Regions from separate parts of the Mus musculus genome. Here region 1 is linked to region 2. The links are chromatin contacts, called in public promoter capture Hi-C maps. All regions are on one chromosome and are shown on one strand. Each heading gives the region's core, a stretch centred on a gene start, on an enhancer-like site or on the middle of the called end of the contact. The rest is flanking DNA. Distances are from core to core; before and after follow the strand shown.

The links. Promoter capture Hi-C pulls out the DNA fragments that hold promoters and counts their contacts.
Region 1: a contact with region 2 is called in a promoter capture Hi-C map of pre-B cells, with 2.4 times the contacts expected there. The contact joins the promoter of Gjc1 here to the promoter of Ppy in region 2. A contact is called at or near these places in 2 of 39 promoter capture datasets (cranial neural crest and pre-B cells) and 1 of 115 datasets of contacts at active chromatin or transcription factors (pancreatic cancer cells).

Annotation. Positions count from the first base shown.
Region 1 is chr11:102,817,808-102,820,507 of GRCm38.p6, reverse strand. It overlaps Gjc1 (gap junction protein, gamma 1), which reads left to right and starts at 1,349. Exons shown (of 3, transcript NM_001159382.1): 1 at 1,349-1,538.
Region 2 is chr11:102,099,990-102,102,884 of GRCm38.p6, reverse strand. It overlaps Ppy (pancreatic polypeptide), which reads left to right and starts at 1,566. Exons shown (of 4, transcript NM_008918.2): 1 at 1,566-1,619; 2 at 2,174-2,364; 3 at 2,602-2,719; 4 at 2,819-2,895. The coding sequence starts at 2,174. The coding sequence ends at 2,713.

The sequences.
Region 1 (2,700 bases), core at 100-2,599, 720 kb before region 2:
TAATGGGACTTCGTTTCATAAAAAATCAAACAAAATATCAAAAATGAAACATGAGGCTCAAAGTGAGCACATTCTTTGATTTTTAGAGAGAAGCCAAAAAAAAAAAAAAAAAAAAAGGATTTAAAAATTTGGGCACTTTCCTAAAAAAAAAAAAAAAAAAAACCACACACATCATAGCAACCAAACAAAATTTCGGAGGGTGTGGGTAGGCAATGGACCATCCCTTTTCATCCCAACCTGTGACCTAGCTTCGGGAGAAATTTGATCCACAAGTCGCCTCACTTGTTAGTGTTTAATTTCATCCCTGTCCAGGGGCAAAACTTTTAAAAAGCCTATCCATTTGTAATTCTAGAGTACAGGAATGGCCCTCCCCTCCCATCTCTTTGGTAAACTGCCTTTCACCACCCAGTCTCAATCTCGTTAAAGTATTTAGGGGAATTTCTCGTTTCTTTTTTAATAAAGATTTATTTTTTATTATTTTTAATTATGTGTCTCTGGGTCTATGTGTAGGTATGTGCACATCGATATAGGTGCCCCGAGAGAGTCGGATCCTCCAGAGGCTGGAGTTACAGGTGGTTGTGAACCACACAACGTGGGTGTAGAAGATTCTCTGCAACAGTAGTACAAACTGCATAGCCGCTGAGCCGTCTCTCCCGCTAGTTTTCCTTTTCTTAACCCGCAGTTTCGGCCAGGGGAATTCCTGTCCATGTGCATTTCAAGTCTTGTAATTGGGATCCCGCTGGGATGCAAGGAGTTAAGAGGAAATGGCCTATTAGGGTCTTACTAATCCGAGAAATCCAGGACCTCAAAACTATGCAGAACGCCTGTAAAAACCATGATTCCACCAGGCGGGGATGGTTGGCCGAGAAGCCCCGGAGGTTTTTCGAGCAACTGCAGAGCAGAGCCTAGAACGGCCATGAGCATCCCGAGATCCGCTGGACCAAGGCCCTGACCTAGCGCACGAGATAACGGTGGAGCTCTGCGGTCCGACCCTGGAAACTCAGGTGAGGCGTGTCTCCATCACGCTGTCACTGGCCGGCTCCTCCGGGGAATCACGCCACAGGAAATGAGCCCGCGGCGCTCGAAGTCAGCCGCCCACCGGGGCTCCCCGCGCAGGGGTCCTCCCGCCACCGCGCGCCCCGCCGCGTACGGGACCGCCCGGGAACGCGCGCGGCCGGTCACGGAAAGTTGGCGCCGGCGCGGGGCCGCGCGCTCCGGGCGCCCCCTCCCACTCGAGGCGCACGTGCAGCCGCGCCCCCGCTCCCAGGCCGAGACGGGACGCCCCCACCCCCACCGCGGCACGCAGTGCGCAGGCGCCTCCCCGCGGGTCCCGGCGGCGGGAGCGGGAGAGAGGGAGGCGGCGGGCGCGGCCGGAGCGGCTTCAGCCTCGGCTTGAAGGCTGAGGCGAAGGAGGCGGCGGCGGTGGCGGCGGCGGCGAGGCGGCGAAGGTGATGGCGACGCGGGGCCCATGAGGCGGCGGCCGGCGGGACGGGCCGAGGCCCGGCGGAGGAGGCGGCTTCGGGGGCGCCCACCGCCGGGTGAGCGGCGGCTTGAGGGGCCCCGGGCCGGGCGCGGCCGGGCGAACTCTGAGGCGCCTCGAAAGCGGCGGCGGCGGCGGGCCGGGTTCCTGGGGGCGGCAGGGCGGGAAGGAGCGCCCGCCGAGCCCCGAGGGGCGTCGCCACCCGCGTCCCGCCGCCGGCGCGCCCGCCCTCTTTGTCCCCAGGCGCGCGGTTCCCAAATTGGGAGGGAAACGGCTCGGGCGGGCCGGGAGCGGGCGGCGGTGCTCCCGCAACTCCTCGGGGCGGTTGGGGGACCCGGCCGGGCTGGCGCTGGGCGGGCTCGTCTTTGTCTGACGGCCTGGGCCGCTCTTCGGCGGCGTGCTGCGGGCTCCGGCGGGTCCTCTGTCCCCCTCGGAGGTTTCTTTTTCCCCCCTTTTTTACTGGAGGTTTGGTTCGAGCGCTGCGGAGCGGGAGAGGGGCTGGCGGGAGGACCCGGCCCGTCGCCTCTTGCTGGACGCCTTTTCTTTACTTGAGATGACTTTATTCTCACTTCGGAAAACTTTGGAGCTCTGCTGTGGCCTTTTTTTTTTTTTTTTTAATTGTTCTTCGTTGAGTCTCCAGATTGAAAATAGAGAGGAGGCGCTAATGCTGTGATTGGGCTGGCTGCCGCGTTTGGAGTTTCGAGTTGAAAAGATTTACATGACCCATGTTTAGAATTTGGGGTCCTCCCCCGCCGGTCCCCGCTTTGCGGATTATTTGGGATTGCTTTTCTTTTGCGAAGTGGGATGAGTTTGGTTTTTGTCATTTGAAGACATTTTCCTTTTGGTCCTCGGGGACTGGCAACGCCACAGATTTCATTGTGCTCGGGCTTTATTTTGTTCTCGTCCACACTAGGTGCAATCGAGGAACTCAAGGTAGACCAAATTCTGGATAAGTTATCTTGTATGTGTCTTAAGTCTAAAAGTTATTGCTTTTGTTGTGCACCCTTACAAGTGGATATATGTGAAAGCGCTGTACAAAAAGCCTTGTAAACGAAAGACTTTAGTTCTGTTAGGCAGAAATCATTTTGTCTGTAGTACATGAGTAACTGTAGGAAGAGGATTAATAATGTAATTTGGGGATTAATCCTTCCCCCTTGTAAACAGTTTGCAGGTATTTTTCAGAGCAAAAAATGCAAAACAAAGAGAAACAAAAAAGGCCC
Region 2 (2,895 bases), core at 317-2,816:
AGAGCAGCTGTGATTTCTTGGGACCAAGCAAAGCTGGTTGACTTGCGTGACAAACTGTAAATAGTTCCCACACCAGACTCATTCCCCGGATACAGTCTTTTTACCTGGAGTAAAATCCAGAACACAAGGTTTAGAGCCCCTGGAAACCCGGATCCTTAAAACCGGCGCCGGAGCCAGGCGCCCCCTGGTGGCAGCCATGAGGCTCGAGTCGGAACTAGCCACTGGTTTTGCATAGTGGGAAACCTGAGCCCAGAGAAGGGGCCAGGATCGCTGAGAAATGAACTCTACTTACTTTGAGCGGCTGGTGCTCTTCTTGCTACCTTAAATGAGAGCCGAGAGGAAAAGGCTCTTTGATTCTTCAAGTCTGGGGATGGATGCAATGAGCCCACCTTACAGAGTAAGAAATCGAACCCTAGGAGCTCTAATTGGATCATGCTCCCAACAGGAGGGCAGTGACGCGGACTTCAATTGGAGCTAGGCCTATCTGACCTCTAACCTTATCAGGACAGATGCCTGCTGTCACCTTCTCCCCTCTCACTTCCTGCGTTCCCAGAGCCCGCGGTGATGATTCTTGTTCTGTCCTGAGAGCAGAACATCGGGAGAGAGAGAGGCCCTTGCTCCCTTCACAGGGGTCAAAATAAACAGAGCCAGTGACTGCTCTTGGCTTGAGCAGGGTGGAGGTCTGTCTGGGAAAAGGACACTGAACATGAAAGGGACAAGTGGCTTCTCCTGTCACGCAGTGGCACCAGAAGAATCTCTCAGGGGAGGAAGTGAAGGCTGACCCTGAGTCTTGGACAAGCGTTCCCTCCTCTGGTAGTCTCCCCACTTTTTGTCTGTTAAATAGGTTCCCTTGTAGGGGTTCAGTGGGACGACAGCATGGCATTTTTTGGGGGGCAACTTGAAGCTTATAAGTGATGCTGGTTTTTAGCACTCCCCTGGGACAGAGCTCTGTGCTGGGAAAGGAAACAGCTGCCAGGAACTGTCCCTTCCCCACGAACCCTGTGGCCTCTGAACCCTGGCCCACAGGACCTAAGCTGGCATTCGATACACGCATCAAATGGCTTTCTCCACTCCCTTCCAAGTGGCTTTAGGATGTGAGACATCTCTGTCCCTTCCTTGATCTAGCTGGATTGAAGGCCCGAATTCCATCCCTCATGGTAGGGGTAAAGCCTAGCTTCAGCTTCTATCCAGACCCCAAGGAAAGCCTATTGGCGACTGGGGTTGTCTCTGGGGAGGCCATGCTGAGGCTAGTGGCTAGAACCTTTGGGTTACCATGTCAGGATCCTGTCATTTATGAATCAAACCTCTTCTGGTGTCCAAAGCTGGATACGGACCCCCATGAGACCTTGTCATGGTCCAGTTTTTTCTTCTGTGCTCCTCCGACATCTAGAATGCTGACCTGGTGCTTTCCTGTTTCTGGCCACAGTGCCCGTGTTTCAGAAACCAGGCAGAGAGCAAAAGGGGGGTGGTGGTGGTTAAAGGCTGGCAGCAAGAAAGGCTGACAGGAGGCGGGGACTCTGGGGGTGCTGAGGACTATAAAGGGGCACAGCCATGAACAGGGAGACAGTCCAGCAGGAGGTAGGTGTCTGGGCCCAACACTCACTAGCTCAGCACACAGGGTAAGTGAGCTCACTCTGTCCTGCCTCTGGGGACTCCTTGGGTTGAGGCTGGTGATGGAGGGTCGGAATTGGTGCTTCGTAGGGCTGGATCCCTCAAGGGACCTAAAGTCCTCCTTGGGTCTTTCTCTGCATCTGGACAAACCTGTCAGTGGAAAGCAGGACCCACCGTGTCATAGACTTCTGTCCCTTTGCTTTACAAGTTAATTCTGTGTCCCCCACCCTGTGGTTCCCACCAGCTCTGGCTACTCCTGCCTCCTCAGAGCCATCAGTGTCCTAAGTCCTGTGTATCCAGCCTTCATACCTAGTTCTTCTGCTGTTTTTTTATGTTGCCAAGGCTTGGGTACTCTGGCTGCTGGCTTGAGGGGTGTGTATGTGGAGGTGTCCTGTTTTCTAGGGAAGGAAGGTGGTTGATGCTGGTGGCTCCTGGGTCTGCCCTTGTCCCCAGGCTTGGCTTGAAGAAATGTGTGGTAGGTGGTGGCTGGGCAGGTAGGTCTTGGACACAGGAGGATCTGCTGATGGGCTGTGTTCTGCTTCCACGATTCCTTGTTCATTAGATGGCCGTCGCATACTGCTGCCTCTCCCTGTTTCTCGTATCCACTTGGGTGGCTCTGCTGCTGCAGCCCCTGCAGGGGACCTGGGGAGCCCCCCTGGAGCCAATGTACCCAGGCGACTATGCGACACCTGAGCAGATGGCACAATATGAAACTCAGCTCCGCAGATACATCAACACACTGACCAGGCCTAGGTAGGGTGGTGTGTGTGTGTGTGTGTGTGTGTGTGTGTGTGTGTGTGAGAGAGAGAGAGAGAGAGAGAGAGAGAGAGAGCTCTTTAACCCTAGTCTCTTCAATGCCTGCTCTGAGAAAAAAATACTTCTGAGTGGCTTGGATCCATGGGCCGTGGGCAGGAAAGCGTCTACGTGGGGGATACAAAGCAGGTGACTGACAGTGAGAACTATACTTATCCCAGCTGTCTTCCTTCCCAGGTATGGGAAGAGAGCCGAGGAGGAGAACACAGGTGGACTTCCTGGAGTGCAGCTCTCCCCCTGCACCAGCCCCCCAGTTGGCTTGATTCCCTGCTCTGCGCCCTGGAGCTGAAGGCAGGTGTGGAAAGGGGGGGATCCAGAGGAGGCGGAGTAAGGGAAAACAAGGTCTTGGGGTACAAGGACTGTCCTTCCTCATGATTCCCTTCTTTCATTACAGGGAGCTCTGCCCAATGGACTTGCAGCCTCTCTTGTCTTCAGCCCGTGGCTGTAGGAGAGTACAGGTCCAGCTCTTTC